Linked DNA regions of Mus musculus: all the other regions are linked to region 1. Evidence: chromatin contacts called from public HiChIP or PLAC-seq and promoter capture Hi-C data. All regions are on one chromosome and are shown on one strand. Each heading gives the region's core, a stretch centred on a gene start, on an enhancer-like site or on the middle of the called end of the contact. The rest is flanking DNA. Distances are from core to core; before and after follow the strand shown.

Region 1 (3,426 bases), core at 329-2,828:
TTTCTTGTCAGGGATCCTGGGGTACCCAACACCCCAGAACTGTGAAAGACAGATGTCTTGGTGGGTGACAGAGAAAAGGGGTGTTTAAAAGGAAAGGTGAATGGCAGACCATGGAAGCTAGGAGGTTAAAATTCTCTAACCCAGCCTCTTCTACACTCGGAAGGGGGAGAGACTGGGAGGGACCACCATCCCCTGGGCAGGCACAGCACAAACTGCCAGCACCCTGCCAGTGACAGTACACACAGAAGGGATGCTTTCTTTCATTCATTCTGCAGATGAAAGAACACCTGACAGGGTCCGGCTCTCAGCACCTGGACAATCTCCTCTATTGCCTTGGAGGCCAATCTGAGGTCCTAGACAGGCATAGCCTGACTCTCTTACAACTATGGACAATTAATGGTTTATAAACACGCTCACATGATTCTAGCTTCCTCTTCTTGATTTTGAGGCAGCATTCCCTGTGGGCCCAATCCTGCCTACAGCTAACTTACATCTAGAGCAACGTGTCTTAGGTCAGGCTTCTCACAAGGCAGGGGACAGAGGCTCGCCTAACACAGCTGTCAACATCTGCACCAGCCATGTTTGGCGGGGCTCACACCACACCGTAATCCCTTTCATTCAGCCCTGGGCCACAGTCTGACCACCACTGAACGGAAATCCATCACAGACCCATCTCTTTCTGGCCCCAAGCTTCCTCAGGGACACTGAATCGGTCCCAGTTCTTCATGAAGGAGCCTGCCATAACTTAAAGGGACAAACCTAGAACTGTCACGAAACTGCTCTTATCGTTTGACTTTAAAAGAAAAAAACAGGGCCATTGAGCACCTGGGCACCCCCCAAGCTCCGCCTGAAATCCTAACACTCAGAAGAGGTAGGCGGATAACCGGGAGCTCATTGGAATGAGCCTGGGCTACAGAGTGATACCCTGTATCAGAAACAAAACAAAAACAAACAAAACAGTGATCTACCATTTTAAGATTCTAGTGAATGGTTTCTATTAGTTTCTACCCCCTGAACGCCCTTCCCGGCTGTGGGTAAGTAATCTTTCTCACCAGGGGAAAAGTCTGCCCCTATAGCCTGGGGCCAAGCTCACAGCAAATCTGGTCTTGAGAGCTGTGTGGGACCCACACGGAAGACTTTCCTTCCGGGGCCAGCTGGGCCACTGGACAATCAGAGAAGTCCAGCGCCACTGGGCAATCAGATTGCCACTAGTCAGAATCAAAGCCAGTCGGTCCCTGGGCGAGCCCAGTCGCGAGCTTTGGATAGTTCATGCATGGAAGCCGGGCTGCCGCGCGGTGATTGGCAGATCTATTTCTCTTCATTATGAAGTTGGCCATCAGGCAGATTTTAAAGGGAGAGGTGTTTGTTCATTTGGTTGGGTTTTGTTGTTGTTGTTGTTGTTGGTTGTTGTTGTTGTTTTTGGAGAGCAGCCAGAGCAAGCACCTGCTAACGTGCTGTGCACTCCGTTTGGGCGAAGGTGGGAGAGCCACAGCCCCGGCCCCCGCGCCCACCCCATCGCGTCCTACCTGCCGCCGGTTCCCACGCTGCCCGCGCCTCCGGGACCGCCCGCGGGCTCCTGGAGGCCCGTACGCGCGCGCCTGCTTTTATAGATGGGGCGGGGGAGAAGGCGGGTCCCGCGCGCAGAGCGACGGTCGCGCGAGCTAATTGAGGAGCGGGAGGGGCGCTGGCGCGGCCCAATCAGCGCAGCCTGCCAAATCCGCCTTCTCTGAAGCGCTCTCTTTCCGAGAAATCACTTTTGCACGTCCCCGACCCCGTGGAGTCCTTTTCTCTCTTTACTCCGGGGGCGGCGGGGGAGGGGGCTGCCCCAAAAATGGCCGGGGGGCTGGGGCGTCTGCCTAAGGTCAAGGAGGCTGGTGATGCACGGATCATCCTCGGGGTGTCGTTCAGGTTTGGAGAGCCTCTGTCCCGGGCACGTGTCCAGGGGCACCCTGAGTGTCAGCTGCTCAGGCTGGAGTTTCAGAGCAAAGACCAGTCCCAGAGCTGCGTGCTGGGTGACAGCCACTTGCAGCGCGCCCTCCTGGATGGAGGATGACCGCCTGAAATTGCGCAGGAAATCTGGGAAACCAGGGGAGTCGCGAGCGCTGAGGCTGGGATGCCCCCAGGAAGGCTACGCATTATCGGTTCCCTTGTGTCCCCCAGTGATGTCAGGAGCCCGGTCGAGCCTGTTCCCAACCTGAGTAGGATGTGGGAGCGGGGAGCCTTAGGTGAGGGTCGAGAGGGACTTTCGTTGCAGGCTGCCCAATTACACACCTGCGGCCACGCTTACAGGACTCTCACCCGTCTGGCTTTTAAAATACTTAGGAAAACGTTGGAGCCGCGACAAGAATTTTTGATTGGTCCACAAATACAAGAAGTATACGGCTAGGTTTCAAATAAATACGAATTCAAATAAGGATTTTCCAAACAGAACCTTCTAACTCTAGTTTATCCTGATGAGCATTGTGGTATACCTGAAAGGCACTTAAGACATTACCGGGTATTAGTTCAATGATAAATACCATCCAACAGTCAAAAGCCAAGTGGAGTTCCCTGGAGCCAAGGAATTTCAAATGAAAACTACTTTTCAAAGCTCATTTGTTTTATTACTATTATTATTGGGTTTATTGTTTGTTTTCCAAGACAGGGTTTCCCTGTAGCCCTGGCTGTCCCCGAACTAGACCAGGCTGGCCTCAAATTCACAGAGATCTGCTAGCCTCTGCCTCCCAAGGGCTGGGATTAAAGGTGTGTGCCACCATAGTCCAGCTCAAATTCTTTAATAGTAATATGGGAGTGTTTTAATAAGTGTTTGCTGTGAAGGGCAGAGTCCAGAAGTCAGACACGCTCAGATTACTACAACAGACTCCTGTGTGCATTTATACCCCTTTCATTTCCCAAATAGGCACCTTATAAGCGTATGCAGATTTTCCTACTTACAAATATCAAAGGCACAGAACAGATCCCAAATGTCCACCCAGTGTGCCTGCCTCTTAGCTAAAGGTAGAGAGAGATTAGGGACACCAGCCCTAGCTTCTGGTCCTAGCAGCAGGTGTCTCTGTACACACTAGAAGACACCAGCCCAGCCTGCCTGACAACTGTCCTGAAGCCATATACATCGGGGTGTGAGTGGGGTCTATTTTTTTCTAACTGTTTTCCTAGAAGTCTGAAATAGCTCCACTCAGGACCTAAGAGAACCCAAGCCACCTACAATGGGCACTGACTCACAGCTGAATATTGATGGGGTCTTTGAGGGTGAAGCTATGAAGGTGGTGTCTCATGTGAGCCACGTGTACATTTCCCACACGCCAGCGATAGCCACTCAGGAGAGATTCAGTGTAGGATCTCCTGGCATAAGTCATATGTCGGGGGTGGAGCTAGGTCACATCACTGCATAAGAGAAGAGGCATGTGCAGGGCTTAACTAAGGAGA
Region 2 (3,426 bases), core at 402-2,901, 900 kb after region 1:
TCATGTAGCACAGGCTGGCTTCAGTTATCTATGCATCTCAGGATGACCCTGAATTTCTTGATTCTCTTGCAGACAGCTCCCAAGTACTAGGATAATGGGTGTCTATCACTATGCTTCTTATTTATTCGAATATATGTATGTGGGGTGTGTGTGTATGCATGTGTATGTGTACACATGTGTGTGTATGTGTGCATGTATAAAAGAGTGTGGTTATATGTGTGTATTAAAGATTGTAGTGTGTGTGTATGCATGTGTGTGTGTGTGTGTGTGTGTGTGTGTGTGTGCGTGTGCAGATGCCTACAGAGGTTAGAGGAGGACATCAGATTCCCCTGGAGCTGTAATTACAGACATGGGTACTGAGAAAGAATCTAAAGTCCTCTAGCAGAGGATAAACCATCTCTCCTAATCTGAGACAGGGTCTTATTTTGTAGCCCAGGCAGGCCTGGAAACCAGTATGCAGCCCAGCCTGGTTGTCAATGTATAACCCTTCTTTTTTAACCTCTTGAGTTCTGAGCTGCCTGGTGAGGTACTGTGTCAAGACTTTTTCTTTTTTTTTTTTAAGGTGAGGTACTGAGAGAGAGAACCTGGGACCTCACAGATGCTGGCTCTTTGGGCCACACCTTCAGGCCTAAGGGTTTTCCTATCCCTTATACATGTTCCAGATCTTTTCAGTTTCTGTCTATGATCCGTTTTAGTCAATAGCAAACCAACAGTGACCTCTTTTGATGCCCGCCCTGGTTTCTGTACATCATTTCAGTTAAGGCTGAAGGCACCTGCTGAGGCTCCCTGAGGCTCGTCTTACCACGGGGAGAGAGCAGTCCTCTTGATAAGGTTTCAGAGCTTGCCCTATGGCTCGGGGCTGAGAATTACAAGCAGTTCTAGAGCTGGGCCTCCAGGGCCAGCCTTTCACCTGCCGGTAGGACAGATGGTAGAGGAGTAGTGAATGAATGACCCAGTAAGGGGGTTAAGGATGCCGCCCCATCCCGCCCCAGCACCCCACGTGACTGCAGATAGCCAGGCTACAAAGTCAACAGTGATTCTCTTTCCAAATGAAATGCTTCCTTCTTTCCACTTCTTCCCTTTCCAAATCCAAAGAGCAAACAAACACTGGGTTAGGGGCGCCAGCCTTGGCCAGCCTGGCTCATCTGAGTGCTGACTTAAGTTATTCTTCTGAAGGAGGGGGAGGGGTGGAGAGCTCTGCAGCCCAGCTCACTGGTAGAGGGAACGAGGGAGGAAGAGAGAATAAGAAGATTCGAGGGAAGATGCAGAGGAGAAGGAGGAAGGAGGCCTTAGGGAGGAGGGAAAAGGGGCTTGGGGTGGGATAAATAGGAGAGATGAGAAGGCGAACAAGGTAGAGGCTGAAAGAAGAGGAGAACAACGGCGTAAGGGAAGGAGAGGAATGGAGGGAAGGAGAGAGGGAAGGAGGAAGGAGAGCGAGATCGGAGAACACAGAAGGTGGTGGAAGAAGCGAGGGGCTGGGGCCCACGGAGTGGGGAGGGAAGAAGGCGGAGGAAGGGAAGACGAGGAGGAAGGGCCCCCCTCCAGCCCTCCGCGGAGTTGCGCAATCCGCACAGACTGGGATTGGCCGCCGGATGTGCGAGACGCCCCGCCCCCGCCTCGCCTGACCAATGGGAGCGAAGGGGCGTGGCTTTCACGGGAGTGGAGTCCCCGCGCGCGCTCTGGCTCTGCAGTAACCGCGGGCCTCTCTCCGAGGACCTTAGCTTGCTGTTGCGAGCGGCCACCTCCCCTGCCCACTCTCGGAGCCCGCTCGACTCTCGTAGCGGATCAGGGACGCGTTCACTGGTTCCGGCAGTGTCCTCGCGGCGGCCATGGCCACGAAGATCGACAAGGAGGCGTGTCGCGCGGCGTACAACTTAGTGCGGGACGACGGCTCGGCGGTCATCTGGTGAGCAACGCCGCGGGGCCGGGGAAGCCAGTAGTGACCTGCTTCGTGCCGCTCGCCGCCGCCGCTCACCTATGTTTCTTTTCTTCCTCCAACCCAAAGGGTGACTTTCAGATACGACGGCGCCACCATTGTCCCCGGCGATCAGGGAGCAGATTACCAGCACTTCATCCAGCAGTGCACAGGTAGGGCGACCCTCATGAGACCTTTTGAAAGAGGGTGGGCACCCTGGGCAGCGAGCTGCTGGGCGTCCAAGCAGCAGCAGATCTGGGCTGGGGCTTTGTTTGTTTGTTTGTTTTGGTTTTGTCTTTGTGTTTTTGGAGATAGGGGCTCACTATATATCCAGGGTGACCTCCAACTGGCCATCCTCTTGCCCCAAGCGTCTAGTACTGGTAGGGTGGGTGTGCACAGCCATGCAAAGCTCTGATCTGAGCTTTCCAAAGTCCCGAGTGTATCCCTCCCCCACCCTGCCCCCAACCCCTGTGGACATCACCATCAAGTGACCCGAGGAGATTCCTCCCCCGGTAGTGTCAGTCGGCTTCTTCCGCTCCCGCACCCTGTGGTCCACTGGGTTTCCAGGTCAGAAGGGGCAGTTCAAACTCCACCCTCTCTGATTGGTCAGTGAACAATAAACGCCGAAGCCCCTGGGGGCTGCAAGCTAAAGGCAGAACCCAGGGCCCCACCCTCCTTTCTCCCTTCCATCTTTGTCCCTATCTGCTTCTGTACAAGCCTTTAATTTGAAGAGTACAGAAACACGCACCAAGAATGTGTATCCGATGTTGCTATACCAGGCCTGGATAAAGAGAAGCTGACTTGCGAGGTCCCAGCGGCCAGTTTCCTTTGGAGCGAATGGCCACTGGCTGGGGTGGGGCATGGAGAGCTGAGATTGCTCCATGGTTTGGTGTGGAGGAATCAAGCAGATGTGTGACCTTACTAAAAGCATCCCAGGGAACCCTAAGGTTTGTGTGTGTTAAGCTTCCCTGGGACATGTGGACCATGAAAGAACACAGGGCCTGAATGGCCACAGCTCCCGTAGAACAGCTCAACACCATTGGTAAAGAGATCTCTAAAGGAGCTGGTGTGCAGAGCAGCTCAGCATATTCTGGAAACAGAGGCAGGGGGATGGAGAATTGGAGGCCAGCCTAGGCTGGGCATCCCCCGTGCCTTCCGGAAAAAGAGCCTTTAAAGAGATTGGAAGTAAGAGACCCCGGGGCCTAGTGTCTCCTTAGCTTTGGAACCTAATGTCAAACAAAAGCAGGCCACCTAGGAGCTAGGGTGTGGACTCCTGGGAATGGCTGTGGGTTAGAATCCCTCTTGGGCTGCTTTCCAGCTGAGTGGGGTGGGGCCAGGTCCCTGGGGGTAGGGGTGGGGGTCACAGTTCCTCACCTGATCTCTTGTAGTGCTGCTGTGAGATTGACTGATCCCAAGTGTGTGTAAGTGTTCAGGACAGTGCTGGTCAGTCATTGGTGACAAGCAGACCAAAAAAAAATTTAAAAGCCAGGGTCATGTGACTTAACTGCTTT
Region 3 (3,426 bases), core at 241-2,740, 840 kb before region 1:
CAGGGAATAGCTTACAGTGAATGAGCAATGCGGAACTCGCCAGCATTTTGTTTACAGCATCTACACACACACACACACACACACACACACACACACCCCTCTCACAGTTGTTCAGTGAAGGCTGATTGACAGCCCATGAATGATAGACCAGAAGGGTTCATCTTGGAGCAGACAGTCTAGGGTCTCAGCCACATGCCCACAAAGAGCTTACCCTCCCCCGTGGGCATTAACACACGGGGACAAGAGGCAGCGTGTGCTCAGCTACACTTTTACACGATGTTAATATTATCAGGTAATTTAAGTCTTTTTTGTTTTGTTTTGTTTTGTTTTTTACATGAAATCTTGCCGCATAGCTCAGGTTGTCCTGAAAAGTCCCCACCCTCCTGACTCATCTCCCTAAGGTCTAGGATTACAGGCCACCAAGTGGAGCCTTTGCTTAATGCTATTGTTAATCAATCAACGAATGCATTAGGTAATATCTGTTTGCTTGTTGGGATAATTTACTGAGCGGACTGCTAGGAGGCACAGGGTCTCACGTAGCCCAGGCTGGCCGTAAAGTCACTAAGTAGCCAAGAGTGACCTTGTAATTCTGATCCTCCTGCCTTGATCCCCTAGCCCCAAGTTGGGATGAGAGACCGCCACGCAAACGGTTAATTTTAATAATAAAAAATAGGCGATATTGTTATATAGGGTCATTAAGGGCAGAGCTGCGGAGGATACCCCAGACTACTCTTTTCCTGAGAGGGAAGTTTCTAGACGCCTTGTGCTGCGCGGGGCAATGTGAGCTGGAGAGCAGGTTTGGGGACACCAGGAACTCCCACCTCACTGAGCACCAGACCTTTCCTTTTGCAACCAAGGTAATCTTGGCAAGTTAGTTTAGATGTAGTGTTGCTAGGCGACGGTAGCTTTGGTTTATGGTTTCCCTTGCCAGATTTTGTTCATGGCGAGGCCACCACCTGTGCAAAGGCCCTGGCAGCGAGCTTGCTGCTAAGGAGCCTCGTTAGCGCAGTAGGTAGCGCGTCAGTCTCATAATCTGAAGGTCGTGAGTTCGATCCTCACACGGGGCATCCTGCATTGTTTTCTTGCTTAAGGTAAAACCCCTTCGTTCTACCCTGTAAACGGGGTCAGAGGTGGGACTTGTGGGAGGGGTGTGGTCATGCTAGGAGCGGGGCTTTCCGGAGCTGAACCCGGCGACCCTCTTTTAGTGAGCAGCTGGGCGTCCTAAGTTTCTAGCCAAACGTTTTGGGGGCGGAGCCTGGAAATAGGGTGTGGCTCCATACAAGGGCGTGGACCTAACACGTAGGGCGGGGCCTACTGCTCAAGGGGCGGGGCGAAGCGTCTGGGTGGGGCTTGGAAGGGTGGGAGCGTCTAGGGGCGGGGCGAGTCTTCATGGGGGCGTGTGAGGGGTTGGGGTCGGAGGGCGTGGTCACGCTTGGGGTGGAGCTTGAGGAGCCTGCAAGCGGGACTACGGCTGCCTGGCCGCCTGCGCAGAGCGCTGTGCGTGCGCGTCCGCGTGCGCGCCTCCGCGGTGGTGACGGGCATGGCGGTGTGTGCTCGGCTCTGCGGCGTGGGCCCCGCGCGTGGGTGCCGCCGCCGCCAGCAGCGCCGCGGCCCGGCCGAGACTGCGGCGGCGGACAGTGAGGCGGACACGGACCCCGAGGAGGAGCGCATCGAGGCGGGGCCGGCGCGTTGCTCTCTGCTGGAGCTCCCGCCTGAGCTGCTCGTGGAGATCTTCGCGTCGCTGCCCGGCACCGACCTGCCCAGCCTGGCTCAGGTCTGCAGCAGGTTCCGCCGAATCTTGCACACGGACACCATCTGGAGACGGCGCTGCCGCGAGGGTGAGCGGGTGCATCCCCTAGTACGGACACTTGGCCGAGGCAGGAGCATGGTGTGGAGTTCCAAACCAGGCCTGCTGCAGAGTGAGAAAACCAGACAGCTAGCAGGCCAGGGCTGCAGAGTGAGATCCTGTTTTTAAAAATGTCAGACCCCGTCCCCCTAAACCAAACCTACAGCCCACCCTCCCGGTGCAGGAATAATGAGGACGCAAAGCGGCCACAGTCCCATTTGAAGGCCTTACGTCCGTGTACATACATCACGGTACTCAGCCTGAATGGCTTGTTGGTGTGTGTGTGTGTGTGTGTGTGTGTGTCCTGGAGGCTTGCTGTTCCGTGAAGGGAACATCAGGGATTCCACTGCCTGCATGTCACACAGGCTAGTGCTCTGACTGTGTGTGGGCTTCAGCCTTTTCTGTCTTCTGGCCACAGCACGCCGGAGACTGCTTTGTGCATTTTGTAGAAATGCAGGGGATTTACATCTATCTTGTGAAAACCTCTGGGGTGGTTCATCTTCGTGAGCCTGCACTTCTCCAAGTGGGATTGTGGGATGGCAGGCTGTGTGAGGAAGCGGTTTCCCCAGGTCCTCCCTGCTGCAGGGTTCTTGTGTAATTTCACGGTTGACATCAGGGTTCTGGCTTGTCTCCCCTTACCTTCGCACTGTGGGAAGTTGGGGTAATCTTACCCCACGTCTGAGTGGGATTGTGACTTGGGTAGGGGCTTTTATAATAAGTATGCAAAGCCTTCAGTCCTGAACATGACTGGTATGTCTGTTGGCCCAATGTAACGTCCTGTTTGTCTTTTGTCTTGTTTTCTTGTATAAGATCCTCAGTAGTAACCTTTAGTCGCACAGGATGGGTGATGTTTGTTTTCAGCTTCTGTCTGAGCACTGTTCTTTCTTTTTTACAAATTACTCTGTTACTCTGTTTATTGTTATTGTGTGTGTGTGTGAGAGAGAGAGAGAGAGAGAGAGAGAGAGAGAGAGGGGCATGCATGTCTTTGGAGGTTAGAGGACATCTGTTTCTTCTCTGGCAGTGGTCCTCAACCTTCCTATTGCCACAACCCTTTAATACACCTCATGCTGTGGTGACCCCCAGCCATACAGTTATTTTGTCGCTACTTCATAACTGTAATTTTGCTGCTGTTAAGAACTGTAATGTAAACGTCTGTGTTTGCCAGTGGTCTTAGGTGAACCGCTAATGGGTCCTCAGGTTCTCACCGCACAGGTTGAGGACCTCTCCTCTCTGGGTTCAGGGCATGGAGCTCAGGTTGTTGGTCTGTGCAGCAAGGCTTTCTTTGACTGGTGTTCACCTGATGGTTAGCGTGTGCACCTTTGACACCCGGGCACACTCCAGAGTGCTCTCCATTGGTCTGCTGGGCCTGTGCTGATTTTGGGGGAACTCTAGGGGGCCTGGGTAGGTCATTGCTAAGACCAGGATCACAGACTTCTGTGAAACTAGAGATTTCAGAGGGGTGCTCTGGCCATGCTAGCTCAACTGGAGCTTGGGACATACTCCCAAGAGAGTTATGAGCAGAAATGTATGGAGTCCCATTGCCAGTGTGGAAAGTGGTGGGGGCAGCCTGGGAGAGCCTC
Region 4 (3,426 bases), core at 253-2,752, 700 kb before region 1:
TCTTTCTTGCTTCTATTTGGTCTCCCTTTAAAGTAACTTTTCCCTAAATAGATTTTTTTTTTTCAGACTTTGAGCTTCACCATCCAGAAAGCAGCATTCTTTAAAAAGATCATAAAAATACATGCCCACCAGAAAAAAAAAAGCCTGGGAAATAGAGACTCTGGGAGAAGACAGAAGCCTGGCCTGACCCCACACAGAACAACAGCGGTAGCTACATGCATAGAAATGCAGGATCATGTTGGCGCATCAATGGAAGTCAGGGCACCTCACAGCTGCTGGGGTGGCGTCTCTCTTTGTTGCAATCACAAGCAGTTGGGTTGACTTGCGAGTTCCCAAGAGGAACCCTGGGAAACCTGTCTTGAGTTAAACAGCCCCAGGCTCTGTCCTGCCTTGGAGAAGAGTGTTTGGAAGCTGTGCTGGTCAAAGTGTAACCGGAGCCCTCAAAGGGTTCCATCTCCCCAGCCCAGCTTCAAGCTGACCACTGCATTGCCTGGCGTGGAAAGAAGCCTGGTTGTCTAGGGACTGAGGACTCCTTGCTGATTCCATACCCCAGTGCCTGATGGGTCTTAATGACACAAGGTTAGTAAGACGATGGGCTATGACCATCTTCTTACTGTGAAAACCAACCTAAGGTACAGAGGTTAGTCACACAGCTAGGAAATGGTGATGTTGCAGTCTCTGCCCCCCCCCCCCCATTTTGTCATTGTATATGTATAGATGTTTTGCTTGCATGAATGTCTGTGTATCATGCGCATGCCTGGTGCCCAGAGAGGCCTGAAGAGGGAGTGGAATTTCCTAGAATTGGAGTTATAGCCGGTTGTGAGCTGCCGTGTGGCTGCTGGGGATTGAATCCAGGTCCTCTAGAAGAGCAGCCAGTGCTCTTAACTGCTAAGCCATTGTTTCAGTCCCGTGTTTACCTTTTTCTAAAAAAAAAAAAATATGTGTATTCACACACACACACATATATATATATATATATATTCCCTTGAGACATATACATACATACTCACACACATATACTCACACACATATACTTACATACATATATATGCACACACACACACAAGGGAATATATATATATTCCCTTGACATGTGGGGTTCCGGGTTCTCTTCACTCAAAGTTGCGAAGCCTTCACAACCCTAGAGTGTTTCAGCGAAGCTTGAACTAAGGAGTTCTCACCCATCTCTCCTTCCCATCTGAGGCAAATGTGATCTCCCAGACTCCATGGGCTTGCCCGTCCTGGACACTGTCCAGAAGGGGAATACAATAGGTATGGCCTTCAGTCACCAAAGCTGTGTTTGTGGCTTCTCAGCATCACGGGCCTGCCTCTGGTTGCTCTTCACAGGGCTTTCGTGAAGATAAAAGAAGCTCTTTCTCAGAATAGTTCCTTGGGTAGGATAGAATCTGTGAGAAATAGTTTGCCTGGTTGCCCTGCTGTTGAGCACACAGAGCAAGACCCAGCCACACGGGACCACCAAGACGACACGGACCGTTAGCTCCTGCTTACCACAGACTTCTGGAACAAAATTCTGGGTGGAGCCCAAAGCTACCCAGGGGACACTGGCAACTAACTTCTAGGAACCTCAGTTCCCAAGGGATGTGGCGAGGCAGCTTGGGCCTTTTGCTCCAGACTGAGCTGCCCACAGACACAAGGGCTGTGTGAGGTGCGATCCCCTTGGTCTGCTTCATCCAGCTTCCATGGGGCCTTCCACTGCAGGGCTCAGAAACTGAGCTCCGCCCTCCAGGTCCAGTGCCTCAGTTTTCCCCAAGGAGCTGCAGACTCTTAATGCCCAAGGGGGATTTCCAAACACAAGAGCTCTCACGGTGACATGGTTGCACGTTGACTTCCTGTCCTCTCATTACTGAGACTGCCCTGAAGTATGTCCCTCAGCTGGAGCCACTCTCATCTCTGGTCTGAGCCTAAATTGCAGGTTGAGCCAGTGGCCATCACTGGGGTCTGGTCGTAAGACAGTGTGTCTGAGAAGGCTGAGCCTGTGGCTCCTCTCCTGAAAGATCCACCCTCCACTGGAGAACCTTCGGCAAGTCTTTCATGGGTCAGACTGGTTTGTTTCCAGCCCCCTCTCCTTCCTCTCCACCAGGCAGTCGGGGGCATATGGTCCTTCCAGCCTCTTCAGCAAAAGGAGTTCAGGGAGCAGCCAGCCAGCTGCCTTGATGATGGGAGTCGGTTAGATTGCAGGGGCAGTGGGCTTCTGGAAGGTGTTGATTTAGAACATGTGTGGGCAGACCCAGAAGTCATCTCCCAGCCTCATGTCACTCTGGTGGCTGCTGACTTTGCTGTGGTCACTCCACCTAAACAGCACCTTATTTTGGGGATCAGTGCACACCGGGAAGAGCAGAGCTGAGCTCCCTGCACCCCGTTCCTCCTGTGCTGATGGACAGACCCAGGGGTAGGAATAGAGTCAGTCTTAACTGCCATGTAGCAACTGCCCTGTCAAGTGGCTGGGAATGGTGATGCAAACCAGGGCATGGTTTAATCTCCACTTTATGCAGGATGGTCTGCGCCATGCCTGGTCACCTGCCAGTGACCACGCTGGGGCATTTGTCCATTCTGGCTTGCACCAGGGCTCATGACTTTGCAGTTTTCCAGGTCACACCCTGAGAAGTGCTGGCAGAGTGAGCACGTACTGGTAGGGGGCAGGGTGAGGCCCAAAGGCTATGGGGGACATCCATGGGCCAGCCAGAGGGAGCCACTTCACACACACACCCTGACCTGGCCTGTGGGGCTCCTGTGCACACCCGAGCCCAGCCCTTGGCAAGCTGTGGGGAACACATGTGTGGAGACTCAGCCCAACCTTCCTGCTGGGCCCCAGCAGGCATGGAAAGGCCTTGTTTTTGGAAGCTGTAGACTCTGGCCTCCCTGGGGCATGGTGGAGCCTGAGTGACAGACAGTGGCATGTCGGCTCAGGCTCTTCCTCAGGGCCCAAGGAAACATTTCCTCTGTCATGAGTGTACTAAAAATGTATATGTGTGTGAGTGTGTGCGTGCAAGAGTGTGTATGTATGTGTGTAAGAGTGTGCTGTGTGCATATATGTGTGCATGTACATGAATGTGTATGTATGTGTGTGAGTGTATATGTGTGAGTGTGTATGTATATGTGTGTGCACATGTAAGTGTGTATATGTTTATGAGTGTGTGCTGTATATGAGTGTGTATGTATGTGCATGCATGTGCTGTGTATGTATGTATGTGTGTGTGTGTGCACATGTAAGTGTGTATATGTTTATGAGTGTGTGCTGTATGTGAGTGTGTATGTATGTGCATGCATGTGCTGTGTATGTATGTATGTGTGGGTGTACATGTATGTGTACTGTGTATGTGTGTATGGTATGTGTCTGTGTGTAAGTGTGTATATGTGCATATACTCTTACACTTACACGTGCAAGTCAGAGGAGGACATCAGACA
Region 5 (3,426 bases), core at 279-2,778, 630 kb after region 1:
AACACACTGTCTCTGGAGGCAATACTGCCTTTATCAATCTTGCTGGTTTCTTAACTCTCAGCGAGCAAGAAAGGTCAGGGTGAGGGCTTTTTTCTGTTCCCAGGGTCCTTGAAGTCCCTGTCTTTCTATTCTGCCTCAATTCCATTCAGGTCCGCCTCAGTGAACTGCTAAGCTCATCGGGGTTACCTACAAGTGCATGGCTATTTAGAGGTGTATGGGTAACTGAGGCATTGCCAACACTGAGAAGTCCACCCTAGCATGGGAAAACATGCTCATGACACAGCCTGCAAGGCTCCAGAAAGTCTCCTCTAACCAGCAACAGTGTACTCCTTACATGATCCACAAGACCTCCCGGGTCTTATGGGTGTCCTGAGCCCCGCTTTCCATCCTGAGGAAATAGCTACCTAGGGCAGGCCAAACAAGAGGCACCTGAAAGGTTGGTACCATAGTGAGTATATGGATGCACAAGACGTAACCACAAAAGGGGCTACAGAGCCTGCGAGTCTGCTTAGAGGTGGTCCTTCCAGAAAACCTAGGTTTGGTTTCTTAGCACCCATAAGCCAACTCAAAACTGCTTACGCCAGTTCCAGGGTATCTAAATGCCCTCCTCGAGCATGCACGTGGTACACAGATATATATATGCGGGCAGAACACCCACAGACATAAGAATTAAAGAAAGAATTAAATAAGATTAAAAAGATGTAACCATAATTTTTCAAACCCAAAAGATGCTTTTTTTTTTTTCAAGATGGCATTACTATATAGTCTAGAGTGGTCTCGAACTCCGAATCCTCCTGCCTCAGCCTCCTGAGTGCTGGGACTTAGGCGTGCACTTCCATGCCTAAACTTAAAAGCTGTAATTTTGGAGCAGTTAATCTAATGCACCCTTATTTCCAAAAATCTGGCTCGAATAGCAGTTTCTGGGCGCGGGGACAGGAAACCCAGCGAAGATGGCGTGCGTACCCCAATGGGCTAGATCCCGGAGCTGTCATTATAGCCCTTTTTAGTATCACAGCACACCTTGCGTTTGCCAGTTTAACTACCAAACACTTCTCTGCCCTGGACAAATTGTGCTAAGTCTGTCAGGGGACTCAAGAGGCAGGGGACGGGTGAAGGTTATAAAAACACTCGTTTCTACCTCCGCAAAACTCTGGCCGGTCATCAGGAAGGGGTCGCAGCGACGCTCCAGCGACCTGGGCATGGAGGTGTGCAAGCCTGGACCCAGGAGTCCCATCTCCGGTCCAGGGCGCTGCCTCGGGCTCCCAAACGCCCTCTGGCTCAGTTGCTTCCACCCCCGCGCCTCTATCCTTCATCTCCGTAGTTCTCCCTCCTCCACCTGGCACCGACATCCTTAAAAAGAGAATCGGAGTCGCCACAAACTTCATCTATGTATGGTGCGGCGGGAAGCCTTATCGAGTGCTCTCGAACGGCAACGCGGCGTGGCCCTCGCGGCGCCCCGTAGGCACTGATTTCTCTTCCGGGCCACCCTTCCCGGGGGATCTCCGTTTAGTAGTCTTGCCGTAGATGCTGCTGCCTCTCCTCCAAGAACCGCCGAGTTCTTGGAAGCCCGGTCTTGGATGAAATCGCCAGAGCCTCCCCGCGATCCGCCTCCCGGAAGCCCCGGGCGGCGCGACCGGAAGGACGCAGGCGCAGCGTCTTGACCTCGGCCTGGTCCAGTTCCGGGGTCGTTCGGCTCGGCTGTGCCAGTTCGGCGTCGGGCTCCCGCTTCTGCTGGGGCTGCTGCCTCTCGCCCACCGGCCCGGCCGGCCCGAGCAGCGCGGAACCGAGCCGGATCCGGGTCCACCCGGCCCGGCCATGAGCGCTGCCGCATGATGCGTCGCCGCCCGCGCCGTTGCAGCCGCCGGCCACCAGGAGCCTCAGCACTGGGCGACCCCGCCCGGGCCTCGGGTGAGTGCGGGGAGAGCGGCGGCCGCGACCCCGGGCGGCTCCCCGCCGCCTCCGCGCTGCGGTCCCCTCGGGGGCTCTCCAGTCTCCTCTGCGGACCCCGCAGGATCGAGCCCCATTTGCACCTGCAGCCTTTTGCCTGACCTTGGGCGCTCCAGAGCTAACGTCAGGGTGGCTGTCATAAAGTGCTGTCACCGGTCTGCGAGCTGTCAAGTTTTTTTATGGTCATGCTTCGTCGCAGGTCTGTCTTCCCAAGGCCTCTGTTGTCTCTCTTTAGCGGGACTCTTCTGTTCTTTGCCGGTCTCCCTTCTCTTCCCCCCTGCCCCTGGCCATGGTGTTAGGAGGGTAGTTACCCGGAAGGGCATCTGGGATAATCGGGTCAGCTTTCAGGGCAATAAGGTTCAACTCTATTGAGCTGTCATTATTTCTAGAACTAAGTCCCTTCTAGCTATTAAATAGGCACATTTTATTAGCTCGTGAACAGCCAGTTTATTGTGGCAATTAAATTGGAGTAGTCATAGTTGCAGCAGTCTGCACTGTAGCGGCTTTCACTGGTGTGTGTGGCGCTGTCCAAATCCAAGCTACAGTCTGCTTTGCAATCAGTCCCCTTAGTGAGGGAGTACACTTGTGTTTATTTTACTGCCTTGGGAGAGAGGTCATTTATATTTCTTGGTAAATCTGCCCAGCACACCACTCTGATCTTTCCAAAGTTGTTTATAACTTTCACTTAATTCATGCTACATTTAGAAACAACAACAAAAAAAGATACCTTGTGATACTTGCCCCTGCAGAAGTGGTTAAAGAGAAAGGTTCTTGGAGGTATTTTACAAAATGGGCTAATGGGAGTGTTAATTTCATTTTTTGAACGTTGCACAAAATAGACAGGTTGGGGGTGTTGAAACTGTGTTGTGTACTCTGTGGAGTTACTGGTAAGGAGTTACTGGCTTCTGGGCTGAGAGTGGGAAAAAGTGAAGAGATAATTTCACTCAGAATTTGTTCAACAGCACTTGACTCTTGAGTGTCTGGGCGCTTGGTCGGTTGATATACTTAAAAATAAAACTCTAAGCTGGATGTAATGGGTGCACACCTTTAATCCCAGCATTTGGGAGGCAGAGACAGGAGGATTTCTGAGTTCAAGGCCAGCCTGTTCTACAGAGTGAGTTCCAGGACAGTGAGGGCAACACAGAGAAACCATGTCTCAAAACAACAACAACAAACAAACAAATTAGAACTCTGTGGCTTTGCTGCTCATCATGCCTTAAAATCAAGCCCTTTTTAAGAATGGAAGAGAAGGCAGGTATAGCCCCAGCATCCAAGAGGTAGAGGTGAGAGGATTGAAAGTTCGGACCTACCCCAAGCAAAGCAAAACAAGATGGGAAAGGACCCAAGCTAATGGGGTGGTCCTCAGTTCAGAAGTGTATGTGAAGTGAAAGGACAGGCAAGATTGTGTACTCTCATTGAAATTATTACTTTCTCACTTGAGTGTCAGTGATATAAGACAGTATGATTGCTCTTTCTTCA
Region 6 (3,426 bases), core at 291-2,790, 560 kb after region 1:
AGGAAACCGATTCCTTAAGATAGAGAAGACCCCAGACAGACTGAGGCAGGGATGTAGTCGTCCACCACTGGCTATCAGAGGTGGGATTCAGTCACCTCTGCATTCCAGAAGCTGGCCATATTCTTGGGGCATTGGCATCCCTCACCCACAGACAGAAAAGCCACAGTCCGTCAATGGGTACAGGAGGCGGATTCTCTGCAGATTGGAACAGCAGCCTCTGAATGAGCCCCATCTCCCATGCCGGAGTGACTCATCTGCTCAGCCTGTCTGCTGAGACCCCGTTTCCAGTAAGGCGATGCTCTGAGACCCAGGGTGGACATGTACTTTGGGGAGACACTTTTCAATTCAGCTAACACCTCAGAAGGGAGGGATTACGGACCAGGAGACACAGAGCATCATTCAGAGAGAAAAATCACAGGACTGGCACAGCCCCGGTAGGAGTTCAGGGCCATGGCTGCCCCTAAACAGAGGGCACAGTACCGTAAAGGACACACAGAGATTTGTGTTGTCTGGGGAAACCTGTCCCTGCCCCCCAAAAGGGGAGCATAACACATGTGCCACAGAGACCCAGCACTCAGGTGTGCTCTGAGGGCTCGCTGGACAGGGGACCCGGCTCCCAGTGCCCAGCCCACCTATCTCCTCATCCCTGCCGCAGGGGCTCCAGTTCCTATTGGGCGATTGTCTAGGAGACTAGAGAGACCAGGGCTTTGCTTTCAGGCCACACAGCAGAGCTGAGGCGTGGGGTTTGAATCTGAAGCAGCTGACCGTAATGTTTCTGCCTTACTAAGTGTTTAAAACAAATCCCAGCATGATGGAGCTGGGACGCACACAAAAAAACGACCCAGTGTGACAGGCGTCCCGTGGAACTATCAATATCTTGCCTTGGGTTCTCTGCCTCCACCACCAGGCCTGCTTTGCACCTTAAGTGAAAAGGGGAGTGGGGCGGGGCGAGTGGGGCGGGGCGGGGCGGGCGGGGCGGGGCGGGGGCTGTGACCCGCAGACCTCTCAACGTGTTAGTGCTCTGACGCTGGAGTCACCTTCCCCAAGTCTAACAGTGGGAGTCGCATACTCTGGGAAGCCCAGGACTGCCTGATTCGCTAGGCACTCCTCTGAGCTGCTGCCTGTCCCCCCGCACCCCCCCCCCCCGCACTCCTTTGGTTCACCTTCTCCGCTTCCCTTTACCGTCTACTCCCCCCACCCTCAGTGACACTGGCTCCCACGCCCCGCCCACCGGGCCTTCTGCCTTGAGGGTGGAGGAGACTCTACACAGCAGGGTCCAGGGTGAAGTCCCAGGCAAGCTCCCTTCGGGGATCTCCCTGTCCGTTCCTGGTGGTTACAAGCACTTTGAACCCCCAAGAACACCATATTCAAAGGCATGTGGAGGTTCTGTGTCCCACTTCCAATTCATTTCAGAGAGTGGTTAAGCCCCAAGGCAAAGCTGGCCCTCCTCACCCCGCAGGGGAGGCCCTGGTTGCCCAGCAACCAGCTGGGCTCCTCCCAGGGCTTGCCTGGGGATGGCCCGTTGCCTGGCAACCAGGCAGCAGAGTCCCTTGAGCTTAGCCAGACCACACAGCTGGGCCCAGTACTAGCTGCCTTCTCTCTGACTAGGGGACCCCTGGGGCCCTGTCCTTATCCTCCCCAAGATCCTGGCAGCAGGTGCCTCTCTCTGTCCACAATGAACGTCGTCCTCTCCAGGTGAGCAGCCTGCGCTGCTGGGAGGGGTATGCAGGTGGGATCCTCACGTTCTGCCACATCGGGGAGGAGGGCAGGTGAGCCCCCTGCCATCCCTTCTCAAAGTGGAGGGAGGGCTTGAAGCATAGAGGTTACCAGAATGCGATCTGTCGGCCTCACCTGTGCTGCGTGAAGAGCAAGTGTAGCCACTCTCTGGTCTGTTCCCTGCTTTTGCTTGCCCCCTAGGAACCCCTCCAAAAACCCAGGCCCCAGACCTTGACACTGCTCCCTCTAATGGCCCCAGACTCCCTGTCACCTGCCCTCCCTGATTGCCTTTGAGTCTCCCTAGGACTCAGACTTCCAGTGTCCTGGATGCACCCAGAATGCTCTTTAAAAGCTGGCTTCCAGCCTTACCCACGGGGCCTGCTTGCCTGTCTAACTGTGTATGAGTGACAGCCATCCTGGAGTCTGGCCTGCTGTATGCCCTTGGGCGGGATGCTTTGCATCTCTGGGCTTTTGTTTACTTGATTAAAAAAAAAATGTCAATAGCAACCTCTTCTAGGGAAGTGTGAGCGGAGCATTTGCAAACTACAAAGTTGAAGCTCATTAGCAGGCGTGAGACAGTGCTCCTTATGGGGTCTGCCAAGTGGCCACCACTAGAGGCCACAAGAGGGGCTTGGGTTCTAGAGAAGGGAGGGCAGCAAGGGACAGGAAAGACCTGGGGCTGAGGGGAGGGGACTGTGACAGGACGCCTCAGGAGCCTCCTGTACCCTTATGAAGACTGAGCACACAGGTTGTCACTAACGCTGGCTGTGGGCAGGATGCGGGGTGTGGGAGGCGGCATGAGCCCTGGAGGTGTGTCAGAGAAGGCAAGCGTGTGGCATGCGGTGGTCAGTGGTCTGCAAAGAGCTCTGTGGAGGAGCCCAGGGCTGGTGGGAGGGAGAAGGGACCAGGCAGAGGAGTAAGGGTGATAGAGAGCCCAAGTACTCCGCAGGGAGCTTGATGGGGTCGGATGGCATCGTGTAGCATCCAGTGACAGCCATCACAGCTGTCCACAACTCCCTATCAGAGCATCCTTGGTACCAAATGGACTGCAAGATGCAAGACACTGGGAAGGGAGTATAAATTAAGTATAAATTTAATTATGAGTATAAATTAATTATGTATGTGTGTGTCTCTAACACTGTGCACACTGTGCAGAGGACAGAGGAAGACACTGGGTGTCCCCTCGATTGCTCTTGCTTATTTATTGAGACAGGATCTCTCACTGAATCAGGAGCTGGGCTGGCAGATAAAAACTCAGGCATCCTTCTGTCTCAGAGCCCCACAATGCTGGAGTTACAGGTGTATGTGGGGGCCACTCCTGACCTTTTGTCTTGTTTAAGATTGTGTGTGTGTGTGTGTGTGTGTGTGTGTGTGTGTGTGTGTGTGTATTTTGCATTGTTTTGTTTTTTGAGGCAGGGTTTCTTTATGTAGTCCTTAGCTGTCCTAGAACTCTCTGTGTAGACCAGGCTGGTCTCAAAATCCCAGAGATCAGCCTGTCTCTGCCTCACCAGTGCTGGGATTCAAGGCATGCCTGACCACACCCAGTTCATGTTTTTAGATTATCAGTAATGCACTTAGGTATATACAGAGGTGGATTTGTGCACAGGAGTACAAGTGTCCGAGGAGGACATATTGCTCTGAGCTGCAGCTACAGGTGGTTGTGAGTCTGAGAACTGAATTTGGGTGTTTCTACAAAAACAATAGACAGGC

The links. Promoter capture Hi-C pulls out the DNA fragments that hold promoters and counts their contacts. HiChIP or PLAC-seq counts read pairs in DNA pulled down with a chosen protein or histone mark. Capture Hi-C pulls out chosen DNA fragments and counts their contacts.
Region 2: a promoter capture Hi-C map of liver shows a contact between it and region 1, with 2.8 times the contacts expected there. The contact joins the promoter of Cotl1 here to the promoter of Irf8 in region 1. A contact is called at or near these places in 2 of 115 datasets of contacts at active chromatin or transcription factors (bone marrow-derived macrophages and memory CD8 T cells) and 1 of 9 other capture datasets (liver).
Region 3: a contact with region 1 is called in an H3K4me3 HiChIP or PLAC-seq map of bone marrow-derived macrophages, with 4 times the contacts expected there. The contact joins the promoter of Fbxo31 here to the promoter of Irf8 in region 1. A contact is called at or near these places in 1 of 39 promoter capture datasets (the C10 cell line), 1 of 484 Hi-C or Micro-C datasets (Th1 cells) and 4 of 115 datasets of contacts at active chromatin or transcription factors (the 230-238 cell line, bone marrow-derived macrophages, embryonic limb bud and 1 more).
Region 4: a promoter capture Hi-C map of the SN4741 cell line shows a contact between it and region 1, with 3 times the contacts expected there. The contact joins the enhancer-like site here to the promoter of Irf8 in region 1. A contact is called at or near these places in 4 of 39 promoter capture datasets (the 3T3-L1 cell line, the SN4741 cell line, embryonic stem cells and 1 more), 1 of 115 datasets of contacts at active chromatin or transcription factors (large pre-B cells) and 1 of 9 other capture datasets (embryonic stem cells).
Region 5: a contact with region 1 is called in a promoter capture Hi-C map of embryonic stem cells, with 2.3 times the contacts expected there. The contact joins the promoter of Zdhhc7 here to the promoter of Irf8 in region 1. A contact is called at or near these places in 2 of 39 promoter capture datasets (embryonic stem cells and stem cell-derived epiblast-like cells), 3 of 115 datasets of contacts at active chromatin or transcription factors (bone marrow-derived macrophages, embryonic stem cells and memory CD8 T cells) and 1 of 9 other capture datasets (liver).
Region 6: an H3K4me3 HiChIP or PLAC-seq map of neural tube shows a contact between it and region 1, with 4 times the contacts expected there. The contact joins the promoter of Cibar2 here to the promoter of Irf8 in region 1. A contact is called at or near these places in 1 of 39 promoter capture datasets (embryonic stem cells), 1 of 115 datasets of contacts at active chromatin or transcription factors (neural tube) and 1 of 9 other capture datasets (pancreatic islet).

What each region holds. Positions count from the first base shown.
Region 1 is chr8:120,734,510-120,737,935 of GRCm38.p6, reverse strand. Irf8 (interferon regulatory factor 8) reads right to left here and starts at 1,578. Exons shown (of 9, transcript NM_008320.4): 1 at 1,527-1,578.
Region 2 is chr8:119,838,804-119,842,229 of GRCm38.p6, reverse strand. Cotl1 (coactosin-like 1 (Dictyostelium)) reads left to right here and starts at 1,651. Exons shown (of 4, transcript NM_028071.3): 1 at 1,651-1,906; 2 at 2,006-2,088. The coding sequence starts at 1,830.
Region 3 is chr8:121,576,870-121,580,295 of GRCm38.p6, reverse strand. Fbxo31 (F-box protein 31) reads left to right here and starts at 1,490. Exons shown (of 9, transcript NM_133765.4): 1 at 1,490-1,838. The coding sequence starts at 1,541. It overlaps n-TMcat17 (a tRNA gene), which reads left to right and starts at 995; the gene lies at 995-1,067.
Region 4 is chr8:121,438,792-121,442,217 of GRCm38.p6, reverse strand. No RefSeq gene overlaps it. Among named protein-coding and RNA genes, the nearest start is that of Gm26747, 22 kb to the right of the region's middle. Within about 2 kb of position 1,502, at least 24 of the 459 cell types and tissues checked have an H3K27ac peak or open chromatin away from gene starts, as enhancers often do.
Region 5 is chr8:120,099,574-120,102,999 of GRCm38.p6, reverse strand. It overlaps Zdhhc7 (zinc finger, DHHC domain containing 7), which reads left to right and starts at 1,528. Exons shown (of 8, transcript NM_133967.3): 1 at 1,528-1,908.
Region 6 is chr8:120,175,583-120,179,008 of GRCm38.p6, reverse strand. Cibar2 (CBY1 interacting BAR domain containing 2) reads left to right here and starts at 1,540. Exons shown (of 9, transcript NM_001033980.2): 1 at 1,540-1,695. The coding sequence starts at 1,676.